2 separate regions of the Rattus norvegicus genome follow, and region 2 is linked to region 1. A link is a contact called in public Hi-C data. All regions are on one chromosome and are shown on one strand. The core of a region is the stretch at or near the end of the contact, and the rest is flanking DNA. Distances in the headings are between cores, read along the strand shown. Region 1 overlaps Zfand3 (zinc finger AN1-type containing 3). Region 2 overlaps Zfand3 (zinc finger AN1-type containing 3).

What was found. A called contact is a pair of places that touch in the nucleus more often than the background predicts.
Region 2: a Hi-C map of kidney shows a contact between it and region 1, with 1.7 times the contacts expected there. The contact joins two enhancer-like sites. A contact is called at or near these places in 2 of 12 Hi-C or Micro-C datasets (hepatocytes and kidney).

Annotation. Positions count from the first base shown.
Region 1 is chr20:8,226,664-8,233,352 of GRCr8, reverse strand. It overlaps Zfand3 (zinc finger AN1-type containing 3), which reads right to left. Exons shown (of 6, transcript NM_001012175.1): 4 at 1,426-1,491. Among named protein-coding and RNA genes, the nearest start is that of Zfand3, 150 kb to the right of the region's middle. Within about 2 kb of position 3,067, at least 6 of the 93 cell types and tissues checked have an H3K27ac peak or open chromatin away from gene starts, as enhancers often do. A contact at or near this core is called in kidney, where this site is marked.
Region 2 is chr20:8,269,368-8,276,056 of GRCr8, reverse strand. The region is part of intron 5 of Zfand3 (zinc finger AN1-type containing 3); the gene reads right to left. Among named protein-coding and RNA genes, the nearest start is that of Zfand3, 190 kb to the right of the region's middle. Within about 2 kb of position 2,951, at least 7 of the 93 cell types and tissues checked have an H3K27ac peak or open chromatin away from gene starts, as enhancers often do. A contact at or near this core is called in kidney, where this site is marked.

The DNA of each region.
Region 1 (6,689 bases), core at 1,818-4,317:
TTTTAGAAACAGCATTTATAAAGTGCATTACTAAACACTATCACCAAACTTGTGCCTTTGTTTTTCCAAATGTTAATCAGTGACGAGCTTTTTACTGTAAGTCAGAAAGAAAACACCACCAAAACAAAAACGCACCCAATGAAAATGTAAAGTGCAATGTAATACGACACAGACTCGAGCATCTGCAAGGCTGACAGGCAAGTCCTGTCAGACTACTCGCTCGCCATCTTACTCAGGAAACCCTCTCCGTGTCCTGGGCACCCACCATCATTCACAATGAGACCCATCTTCAGAGCTACTCTCCCAAGCTCCCAACAGACAGGAGCACAACTGACTGCACTCCAGGGCAAGTGCTCTGTGCCTCACTCGGGCAGACACGACTCTGCCTGGAGAGCTTCCTCACAGGGCACAGCAGCACTGATGGATGCCAGGACACTTTCACACACCTCTGCCTCCAAGATGGCCACTGGGAAGGACAGAGTCAATCAAATTTTTTAAGAGCTTTGCACATCATGTGCATACTGTCCTCAACAACTGTGTTCACTGCAGTCAAGGCTTTAAGCTGCACGTGGAAACAGTTTATCCTGTTTCTCTTTGAGAGTTTAAAAGGACTGAGTTAAGTTATGAAGAACATCTCGACTGTGACCTTTAGAAAACAATATAATATGAATATAAACCTTAGATATTTTAAACAGCAGGTAGTGTTACTAGAACGGCAAACCATTTAAAATAAATAAGCTATAGGCTAAGGGAGCAGTGGGCATTAGGTCTGCTTCTTTTTTTTTTTTTTTTTTTTTTTTTTTTTTGGTTCTTTTTTTCGGAGCTGGGGACCGAACCCAGGGCCTTGTGCTTCCTAGGTAAGCGCTCTACCACTGAGCTAAATCCCCAGCCCCATTAGGTCTGCTTCTTAAAGGTCTACAAGATTCATGACTTCATGCTTAATAAAAATGTCACAGATGCAAAGATGTTTGGGCACTGTCCATGTGAAAACACTGAATCCAGCAGACCCCGCCCGCAGCTTCAGCATCAACAAGTAACTTCACAAGCCCCTGAGACAAGTACCAGGATGTTAGCTTCCTCCATATACAGCTTCTTTATGCTGTCATCACCTATCATTTGAACACTGTTTGAAAGGAGTCTGGAACTTAGACACACTGCCCAATACTCTGTATTCCGTGCCTGTTTCATATCTTGCCATCCTTGGAGTCTTATCGAGTTGGTAATTTTGATGCCCACTTTGCTGGACCTGGCTGCCAGCACTATGCAGGCCACATGTCTCCTAGCAACATCACTCTCACTTCTGACCAAATTCTACCCAACCTCAAGTACAAAATACATCATTAGACAATCCCCTGGGGTATACATACCAAGTTAGAACCAGTGGCTGACATCTTGGAAGAATTCGGGTAAGAATGGTGTACATACCTGCACCACAGGATCTTTTGGTTGGTGTGATTAACGAGACATGAGCTGTGTCTGTGCATGGCCCACCTGAAAACAAAAAAGTAGGCAACATCAGTCAGGGTCCTTCCACATGTCCATAGCTGCCACGATGAATGAGAAACCTACAAAGGACAGGCCCCCTGCAGATGCGCTGGGAGCATCAGCAGAGGAGAGGACCAGGCATAGTCTCTAAGGAAGGAGGGGACCAGGCATAGTCTCTAAGGAAGGAGGGGACCAGGCATAGTCTCTAAGGAGTTTATATTTTAGCTTAGCATTGACTCTATAAAGTTCCAGTCTTTCTACAGAGTGTAATGTACCTTTCATAAAACATTCCTAAGTCTCACACAATGTTGAAAAGTTAAAGGAAAATTTGATTAGAATTTAGACCTAGGAGAGAAGAATTTACCCAAATTTGGGGGAACTGAGTTCTTCCTCAAAGCAATCGAGGAGATGTATGCCCTTTTTAAATCTCCGTGATCACTATTCTTGGAATTCCCTGTAAAACTGGCCTCAAAGAAGGACACTCACTCCCTATGGAATAGCAACGAGCTTATCAGAAGAAATAAGGATTGTTTTGTATATAAAGAAAGCACTTCTAATCAAGGGAGAACATTTAGTTTTCTTCTAAGAAGCATGCCTGATGTGTCTTCATGGGGTCTTGGTGCGCACAGAGATCTCACAGTGTGGACAGGAGTTAGTTAGCAGGAGGCTTGGAAAACAGCACTTTTATCTGTAGGAGAAGGGCTATCAACACAACACGAAGCTGATACTGATTACCCCCAACACCTCTCAATGACTATGTCCTAACCAGGTAGACAGGAAGCTGCTGTATTAAGGCCAGTCAGTAACTCTCAGTTTGCCCCGAAAGCAACGTTGGCGACTACGAATGAACAGAAGAGAACAGACAGGCAGTGCTAGCTGTTACTCTGAAAAGCCTTGTCGGGTGACTGATGGAGGCAAACAGTTACTTGGCACAGTGTTATGTCATCTATGAGTAGACTTTTATCATTGAAATCGCTCACTGAAAGGCAGAAATGATGAGAGAGCTCCAGGACCTGTTGCTGGGAGCAGTGTCAGCGAGGTCATGGGAAGGTGGTGTGCACCAGCCCAGTCTCTTTCCTTACCAAGGCCGTAAGGGCAGCAGCCCTCACAAGGTGAGGACACATAAGGGGCATCCTTAAAGAGGGGGAAGAACCAAGGAAGCCTGCCGTTCGCTTCCAAGAGAACTCACACACCCACAGATCAGTCTCAGACTTCTATGGGCTGCAGCTTACTCGGAAGACAGAACTTAGGCACTGAAGGACCTCGACAGCAGCAGTCAGTGGTGCAAGAAGAAGAACCAAGGGCCAAAGCATAACAGGTAAGGAATGCCAAGCAAGGGGAAGGGCGTCACTGACCAACATCCCCTGGAAGACGCAAGAATGAGAAAATGAGCCAAGAAAAATTAGAAAACTCAGAGGGCAGGGTAGTTCAACTGAGTGTTTATTCCTGCAAATGCTGCCCACAGCAGATATATATATAAATAACATGTATTAAAATCTGAGGTGCTTACAAGGGCACCTGAGTTTTGAAAATGAGTAACAGAAGAGGCGGTGAGCCAACCACACGTGCCCGTCTTCTCCAGACTGGTCTAGACTCTGGCTTAGGGCTCTCCAAAACACTGTGGGTCCAGAATCCACATATCCTGTTGTTACTGTGCCAATGGCAACATTCCCATTTCTTTCACAACAAAAAGAAACAAAAAAGTTGTCAAAAGCCAGGGAGTTCATGGTAGACTATCTCTGCAAAAGGCTTTATAAACCGTGAGGCTTTCTGCTGTGTCTCATCACAGTGGGCATTTACCAACACTCATGAATTTAAAATATGGGCTGGCAGAACTAATTACGGAGGCAAAAAGATTTTTAAAACCTTTTAATGGAGGTATAATATAAAGGGAACACAAAGAATAGAATACAGGTTGAGAATCCTTTATACAAAATACTTAGGATCAAAAATATTTTGTATTTGGATTTTTTGTTTGTTTGGCTGGTTGGTTGTTTTTAGTGGGTTTTGGACTATTACATAAAGTCATCTTGAGGACAGGAGGTCCCAAGACTGAATGTCACATTCTATTATACTTCACCCAGACCCTGTACACACACCCTCAGCTAACTGAACACAGCATTTTAGTGGTCCAGGACATGAAATCAAATGTGGAATTATCTTTTCTGTCTCCCAAGTCTGATTTTGGACCACTTTGGATGTTTGGATTAGGGGCACTGTCTTAAGTAGTTTTATGTCAACTTGACACAACTTAAGAGTCATTTTAGTAAGAAGAAACCTCAATTGAGAAAATGCTTCCACCATAACAGGCGGCAGGCAAGCTGAGGTCCATTTTATTGAAGAAGGGTTGATGTGGAAGGGGCCAAGTCCATTGTGTAGGTGGCACTACCCCTCGGCAGGGGGTCCTGGAGGGTATAAGGAAGCAGGGTGAGCAATCCATGATGAACAAGCTAGTAACCACCACTCCTTCATGACCTCTGCATCGGTTTCTGCAGCCATCTGCAGCCAGGTTCCTGCCTTGAGTTCCTGTCCTGACTTCCCTGGATGATGAAGACCTCAGGCTGGAAGATGAAATAAACCCATTTCTCTTCAAGTTGCTAATGGTCGTGGTGCTTAACATAGCAATAGAAATTAAGATAGATACTCAAGCTGTATTAGAATGAATTATAGAGCAACCATCGGACTGAAACAGAGTATCCTCTGAGACACTGTAAAGCAGACTCCGGGGCTGGAGAGGTGGTGGTGTCTGACAGCACTTGCTTTTTCAGCAGACCCAGGTTTGGCCCCCAGCCAGGGAATCCAATGCCCTCTTTCTGGCCTCCGCAGGCACAGATACAGTGCTTACACACACACACACACACACACACACACACGTACATATATATACATGAAGGCAAAACATACACACATAACTTTTTGAGACACAGGCTCCTAAGTGGTAACTGTGGAATTCTTTACAGAGTAAATCAGGTGAACAGGACACTTGTGCATGTTTCTAAGTTGGATACATGGTGGAGAAGTCAGTGAGAGTGTATCAGAACTCTTTCTTAAAGAACATCAAAGAAGCCATCCAGGAAAACTAGGAGGAGAGACAAGTACTGGAACCAAACAACAAAAGAAGCATCAGCAACCCATGAATGAACAAACAGGCCAAGCCTGCAAAAGCCCAGGTGATTATCACGTAAAAGAAATTTTACCTCACCTGAAGGTTAAGAGTTTATCTCTTAAAAAAATATTCCTAGTCAATAAATCTCAGTAGGCTTTGGCAAAAAATGCAAATAACCTTATAGCTGCAGAGCACACCCAGCATGCATCACCACAACAGAGTCCCCCAGAGAGCTCGTTAACCCAGCAGCCTAGACCAGTGCATTCACTCCATCAGAGTAACGAACACGCAAGCACAGCTGAGCCCCGAAAAGCTGACATAATCACCAGCGATCACAACATACCCCACAGACAGTAACCTATGGAACACTCATCAAAAGCCTGTGAGTATACCCTGTGTGTGCTACACTATGTGTCATCTAAATCACAGGCACCGTGTGTATGTTTGACACAGGGTTTCTCTGTGCCGCCCTTGCTGTCCTGGAACTCACAGGATCTGCCTGCCTCTGCCTCCCAAGTGCTGGGCTTAAGGGTGTGCGCACCACCATCCAACCAAACCACACAACCTTGCAGGACAGTCAGAGCAGGCAGTAGAGAGGATAACACGTGCTCTTATACAATTAATTACAAACCAACTACTAATAGATATGCACAATTATGGGAAGGGTTTCCACCAACAAGAATTCTGTATGTGCCCAACATGGTTCCAGTCAACAAAATGGTACTGAGAGCTGATGACAAGGGTCAAATAAAGATGTCCCCTCCACCAAGCTGCACCTACAGTGTACCTCGAGCTCTGCTCCACTCCTGTTCTAAACAGGATGGAATCCTCAGTACAAAGGGTGAGGTGAGGGCGCACTGTGTGACTCTGGGGGATTTCGTGAAGACCAGAAAACAAACAAACAAACAAACAAACAAAAAACCAAAACAAAACCAAACAAACAAAAAAAAAGAAAAAAAAAAAAAACAGAAACAAAGTAAATATACTTTGAGGCAGGGCAATTAAAACCACAACCTGTGACCTACAGACGCTCAAGGCAACTGGTGATGCCAAAGGGCTTTAATATTTAGTGCCTAGAATTTTAAGACGGGAGCCCAGCCAGATGCTGGCTCAGACCAGAGTGTGTCCTGCTGGGCAGCCCAGAGGATCCTTTTATGGATACAGGGGAAAGTTCAGTGCTGGGCTCAGAGCCCCTCAGTTCTAGGAACACACTGCTATCTGGGAAACCAGGAGGCTTGTGAAGTGATCGTCACAGCACAAGCTACAGTCACTGCCACTGGCTCTGGGTCACATCTGTAGCCTGTACAGTGGCAGCTTCAGAAAGGTAACGTTTGAGTGTTTATATGTTAAAGTCACAAGGTCTTGGGCTGCAGAGGTGGCTCAGTGGTTAAGAGCACTGACTGCTCTTCCAGAGGTCCTGAGTTCAAATCCCAGCAACCACATGGTGGCTCGCAACCATCTGTAATGAGATCCAATGCCCTCTTCTGGTGTGTCTGAAGACAGCTACAGTGTACTCATAAATAAATCTTTTAAAAAAAAAATCACAAGGTTTCTTATTTAATAAGTTGGGCTCCTGTTGGCTTGACACACAACTTGACACAAACTGGAGTTATCTGAAAAGAGGGAACTTCAAATGACAAAATGCCTCCATAAGACACAGCTGTAAGGCCTTTTCTTAATTAGTGATTGATAGGGGAAGGTCCAGCCCATTGTGGGTGGTGCCATCCCTGGGCTGGTGGTCCTGCGTTCTAGAATACAAGGCCTCTGCACCAGCTCCTGCCTTTGGAACCTGCCCTGTGTGAGTTCCTGTCCTGGTTTTTTTCCAGTGATGAACCATGACATTGAAGTGTAAGTCAAACAAACCCTTTCCTCCCCAATCTGCTTTCCGCCCTGGTGTTTGTCTCAGCAATAAAAAGCCTAACTAAGACGGCTTTCAGGGAAGCAAGGGATTCCTGAGCTTAAGTGGTAGCTCAGGCCCACAATCTCAGCGCTCGGGAGGCTGAGAAAGGAGTATCTAAAAGTTGAAGATCAGCCTAGGCTATACCCCAAGGACCTGTCTCACAAACACAACCTCAACTGCCAGGCAATCGACCAATAT
Region 2 (6,689 bases), core at 1,702-4,201, 43 kb before region 1:
GCCAGAGGCCCAGCATGGAGCTCTCAGACATCTGGATTCAGACACAGAACACACGGCTCTAGCCAGCCCCATGCCACAGATGTGACTGATGTGTGAAACTGCCATCTGCTGGGATGCAGACCTCTCCTCACCCTACAGCCTTGAGCACTCAAGCCAAAGCTCGCCCTCTTAATCCAGGCGCCCTCAACCATAGCTGATGCTCCCAGGAGGCGACAGTCCACCCTGGACACTGGGAACAAGCATGGGCACCACAGCAGCAGGCAGGCCCTGGCCCTAAGTGTTCCAGCAGCAGCAGCAGCAGCAGCAGCAGCAGCAGCAGCAGCAGCAGCAGCAGCAGGAGCAGCAGCAGCAGCAGCAGCAGCAGCAGCAGCAGCAGCAGCCCTTGTTCTGCTCCTGTGAAACCCTGACCACAATCATTGCCCAAGGGGCACCTGACTGTCACCCAAACCAGTGCGGAGGCGGCCTGGGGCAAAACAGCGCAGCCAGCTCACAGTTCCCTGCGGCTGACCACGGGTCAGTCTGCCTTTTTCTGTGAGCCATTGAGAGCAACAAGATGGCAGTCGAACCCACACTCCTCAGTGTCTGCACTTAACCCACACCCAGCAGAAGCTGCGGACCAGCTTCATCATAGAGTAAAGTCAGCTGACCCAAGTAGCGCTGGCTCTCGGTTTTAATTAATTAGGCACTTGCTTTCCTGAACACCTCCCACTTGAAAGCCCAGACACGCTGTTTTATTAAAGACAGGGATGGGACAAGGCTCAGCGCAGCCACTCGGGGTTTCTACCTAACGTGTACACTTCCCTCCCTGCTCATCTGAGTTTCAAATGTGAGCGGCTCAAGCAGATCTGAACACTGAGGAGGCTGAGGACCAGACATGCAAATGGCTCTGCGGGTGTGCGGTGTGAGCGAGCAGCCAGCAGCCGGAAGAGGACACGGAAGAGGACACGGAAGAGGACAGGACAGCAGCCCAACCCTCCGAGGTCCCAGACTTCGGTCACTCACTCCACTTCTGAATCAGGCAAGCGGAGCCTATGCGTCCCCTTAAAACTTGGTGAGGGCCATCTCCAGACCACAGCGCTGCAGGGATCAGATACGGTATCTAAAGAGTCATTTTAGATTAATGTACTGGGGATGTAGCAACCCCTCCCCATGGCATAAATCCAAGCACAGTGCCACTGCCCATAATTCCAGCAGCTTGGAAGGTGTTAGAGGATCAGAAGTACAAAACCATCCTGGGCTACATGAGACAAAAAACAAAACAAGGTTAATTAATGTCCCTGACCTCTGTATCTAAAATGACCAAGAAGCTCCTTGGAAAACCAAATCCTATCTTCCCAGCAAGGAAGTTTCTTCAGCCTCGGGACAGCTCACCCGTCCCAGCTCGCTCACAAGGGCGCGTTGGGAACACCAGGTGGTCAGCTCCACTTGCCGGAAAGCGTCAGCCATGCACACACCACCAGCGGGAATCCCTAGACTACATCCCATCCGCTGACCCAATGCCCACAGCAGAATCATCAGCTGCACACGGAAAGCAGCTGCGGGGGCTGGGCATGGACTGTATCTGCTTCGCACTTTCCTCCAGCCCTGGCTTCACATGCGAGAGGGAAAGTCATCATCCAAGAACCAGAACGGGATGGAGCACGGATCGAGTGCTCAGAGGTCACCTGCCAGGGCCCCAGACCCAGAGCTCTCATCTGTGCTTGCCCATGCTTTGTGATGTCACCCTTTGGAACTTCCCTCCTCACTGGCTAGGACCCTGCATGAAGTCCCACTGGCACCCGGTGCTGAGCCCCTTACAGAAGAGCTCCAGCTCAGGTATCAGACTGCAGATTCCACAGGCTCTGCAGTCCTGGCTCAGAACAGAACCTCGGTCCTCCTGGGCCTCCACGACTGACTTCATCTTTCTGCCTCATAAAGGCGACTGCCCACCCAGCTGGGATTCACGCTAGACCCCAGATTCCTCCCCTTCCCTTCTCCTCACACGGACCTCACTATCATCACGAGTGGTTTCTTAGACAAGCTCTAAACCACATCCTGCACGTGTCCTGCTCTCCGCTGGACAGCAGGCAGGAACCAGGGCAGCCTGCCCAAGGAGCAGGCACAGAGGGGCTGGGAGGCCAGGGCCCACAGGGCTTGCAGAGGCCGCTCTCCTGCAGCATGCGTAAGGACTCTGGACATAGGGCTACACCATTAGGACATGCTTGCTTCATGTGTTAGTTCCTCTTTGAGTACAATAATGGAATATATGAATATAATAAACTTCAAATTGTATAAAATAACAATCACCAAGTCTCTCATCTCATTTTCTGTTAACGCTTCCATAGAGGCCAAGTCACCATGGCCACCAGCCTCTAAGTATTCTTGAGGGCCTACATGCACAAGCATTTCTGCTTCTCTACCACAGGGGGATTTTCAGAATGTAAATCAGATGATGTCACTCTGGTGCTCGAAACCCTTCAGTTATAAATATAATAAACTTAGCGAGGCCAACAAGCCCCGGCTGGGCACTGCCGCCCCCACTCTCCTGCACTGGGCTCCTGCCACACCACCAGGACCCACAGCACTGGCTGTCCCTCAGGCCCACACTGCCTTCTCTGTCCAGGACGACTCCTCCCAGCCAGCCTGCTCCAAGCCCCACACTCCTCACTGTCGCTTTATACCTTGGTGATGGTTCCACTCTGGGCACACGGTGTGCTGCACACCTCCCCAGCAGACACAGCACAGAGGTGGAGGTTCTCACTCCTCTTCTAGAATTCAGTCAAGATGGACAGTAAAATAACCTTATCTACAGACAACTCACTAAAGACAGAAACGGATCCCTTCTAGCAACAAAGGAACACAACGTTAACAAAGGTGTCCTTCTCAACCCCCAACAAGTCCAGCCTGTGCAGTTCTAGTTCTGGGAGTGACCAGGGCGTCTCAGGCACCGTGACTGATGTGACTCTGAGGTCACAGATGAGCTGGGTGGAGATTAACTTCACCACAGGCCTCCACACTGCTCGCTTCTCAACCTGGCACTAGGACTTTGTTCGGTTACTCAAGATTCAACAGAAAATTAATCCTCGTGCAACAACTGGGCTCCAGGGAAGAGCAATTTAATTGAAGCAAGAGTATTAACATAAACCTGGCCCCTTAACTTATAAATCTAGAGCCTTCCCTCTCTTCCTGGATAAATCTGTAACTTGGCAGGGCAGGTAGAGAAGCATGTCACCCCCTGTGTATCAATGACAAGGACTCACAAGCCTTCCTGTGTTAACTCAGTTGCCCCCTCCCAAGGGCCAGGACTGACCCAGATCGAGATGGATGTTGGCCTGTATGGCACATCCTGACCATCAAGGAGGAAGAAGAGGCTTGTTGGGCCCTGCGAGGCTCCAACGGTAGCTGCCAGACTGCCTGTGAGGGTTTGGGGGTAGCAGGTCCACATGACTGTCTTTAACTGGAGCATCCTCTGTCCGCCGTCCCATACGGCCAAGATCCAGCCACTTCCTGAGCAGCAAAAGCAGGCATCCTGACAATTAAATACCACAAATACCAAGCTTCACCAGAAACTTCTGGCTTGGGAGAGCATTCAACCCTGGCACAGACCTGCTCCCTGCAGCCCTGGAGGATCTTCCTGAGATGCGCCCAGTGAGTGGAGCCTCTGAAAGGCAGCCCTGGGAGGGCCAGCGCCTGGTGCTTCTGAGTACTCAGTGACCACTGACACAACGCCACTGTGTCAAGTCCGCCTCAGCAGGGCTGAGATGTGGTAAGTCCTCTTCCCCATCCGTCAGGCGGAGCAGCTTCTCTGCTAGCCCAGCCCAGACCTCTCAAGGCCCTTGTGGCTCTCTCCCAGGGACTTGGCTCCCCAGCAGCCTGGTTCTGAATCTCACAGACTGAAAAGCTGCAGTGCCAACACCACCAAGAGTGCCGACACCCCAAGAACATGCCAGCACAGCCAGGGCTGAGGCTTGTACAAGAGACTGGCCCTAAAAGACGCACACCTTTATTCCCAACACCGGAGACGCAGAGGCAGGTGGATCTCTGTTTGAGGCCACACTGGGCTATGGAGCTAGTTCCAGGACAGGCAGGGCTATGCACAGAAACCCTGTCTGTGCCCCCTACTCTCCAAAAGATGCTCTCAGAGAGACCAGTTTCCATGCTATACAGGGTGCTGCTGTCTCCTGCTGGCAAACAGGGAGGGAGAGCTCAAGTGCTGCCTTGTTGGAGCCTGTGTCTCCAGGACCTGTGTTGTGTGACCTCATCAATCAAGACTTGGGCCCGCTTGAATGACGGTACTTTCCAGAATTAGACAAACTTCACTGATACTGATCTTGGAGAAGCAGAGGTACTGAAACCTCAACTAACAGGAGCCATGCTCCAGTGCTGGGAAGGAGTGAACAGTGCTCACTGGCCGTCTGCTTGGTATTTGTGGTCTGTGCTGGGCTGAGCAGAGGAGGAAAGGTAGCACTGCACTCTGCATCCTAGGCTAAAGAGCGCTGACACGCATGGGGGGAAAACAGCTTCAGGTCACGGGAAGCGAAGCAAAAAACCTACTGAAAGTGCCCCAGTACACCCAGGCCATGTGTCATAAGCCAGGGGCACCCAGGGGGGTCAGCCAGAGAGCCCTACAAGCTGCCCCATTTTCATGGTCAGTGAGACATGAACAGTGGGGGGAAACAGCACGGGCATGGTGGAAAGGCTGCTGTACCCCAATCAACCCCAATGGTGGGAGACAACAGGGAGGGCAACGCCTCTGCCCTCCAGAACACATATTTAGGTAACACACAATCACTCATGTGCTGGGGCATCCAAGAGCCTCTTCTGCCTTCAGTGGACATCAGGCACACAGCGTGCACACACAGCGTGCACACACAGTGTGCACACATACATTCAAGGCCATACTTGGACTCATAACCAACCCTTACCACATCAGGGAACTACAAATCCCCCAGTGACTGGTTCTCACACAGCAGGTCTCAGTCACCTCAACATTAGGATGCCCAATGGGACAATTTAGAGGGGAAAAAGATAGGGACTCAAATCTCAGGTCTTACCTTAGCATCTCCTATACTTAATTTCAAAGCTTGAGTTTTAACTCTAAAAACTGAGGTGTCCTTGTCCTACAATGCCCTTTAAGAGTAAAACAGACACAATCTTAAGTCCTAACCAGTGACAGATATCAACAGCCCTATTCTTTATGTCTCCTACAAGATTCCCATCCTGTTCCCATGGTAACTGCATGTTACTGGGCATAGAGGGAGGAGCTGTGCTCCTGAGCCAGGGAGGAGGAGAACAAGCATGGCCTCCCCCTGAAGCACTCGCAGTTGTGTTCTAAAGCCACCAACAGAGAGGCCCATGGTAGATTCTAAGGAGAAATGACCAGGCACCCTAAGGCAGTGAGGCCCCTTTATCAACAAAGGCTGCAGTAAAAGAAGGTGAGCTTTGGTAAGGGCTCCGGCTTAGGAAACATGGACACAGACTTGATTTGGCCGGATACTCTAACACCATTTTTTGTAGTCCCTAGGGACTGGGGTGTTGAGAAGCCACTTTACTCCAATTGGTAAAGAGAGAACGGGCTCACCACAGGTCAGCGCTGATGCCCGCCCAGCTGTTGGGTTATTCCCAGCACAGGAGTCCTAAGACCCCTCTGCGTGCATTCCAGGTAGCAGCTGGGGTATAAGGCTGGGACAGGGGACAGGTATAGATGAACGACAAGCTATGACCTTGCATTTTCTGAGACCAAGGTAAAACAGTTTATGAAGTATAATTTCCCCCGAAGTTGAGAAATTATATAAAATAACTGGAATTAAATAAAGCAGGCAATCTCATCCTATCTGATAGATGACTTGACTTTTCACCAATAAAAATTTAAGGAGAGAAAGTATGCACAAAGAACTGATGCTAATACTGCCCGTCTGGATCTTACTCCTTCAGCCAAATATCCTCTCAGGAAGCCCCAAAGCTGAAAATATGCGGTCAGTCTCAAAACTACGCTGAGACAGACCCGGCCACTGCCTCACCAAACTGGGTCTGCCCTCAGACACTACTGACAAAGTTTTCCCCACAAGCAGCAGACTCGCTGACCTCTCTGGGTAATACCAGACAGCACACAGTCCAGCAGGGACCACGGAGCTCTGACTACACAGCCCAGGTCCCTGAGACGTTAGGACAGCAGAGCAAAGGGACAGAGAAAGGAAGGCTGATGTTAAACCACAACTCAGGAAGTGGGGTAAGGCACTCACGTGAAAGGAAGCAGAACTGACTGGCTTCCCCAGATGTTTGCAAGGGAAGAGAAGAAAAAAAGCAAACCTCACACACTGAAAACTTCATCTCCAAATTTCTGCTGGGACCTGGGACCCCGATGAGGGTCTGTGTAGCAGTGTGACTCCACGAAGCATCCAGTCATACCCCACATGATGCACCACAGCTACACACATGTGCACATATGTGCATGTACATGAAATACCATTTTATAAATAATGGGATATACATTTGTTGTTCTTACAGATTAATGACAAATATCCATGCCCACCTCCAGCGCCAGCCAACCAGTGACCTGCTCTCCTTGGCAGCTTTGGTGTTTCTAGAATTTTAGTGTCCCTGGATTCAATGTCATGTGACATGTTCTGAGAGTCCTCTGTGTTGCTACTGGTTAGTTATTCTTCCTCTGAGATCTTTCGGTGGACAGACATGACATGGACCCTGACTAA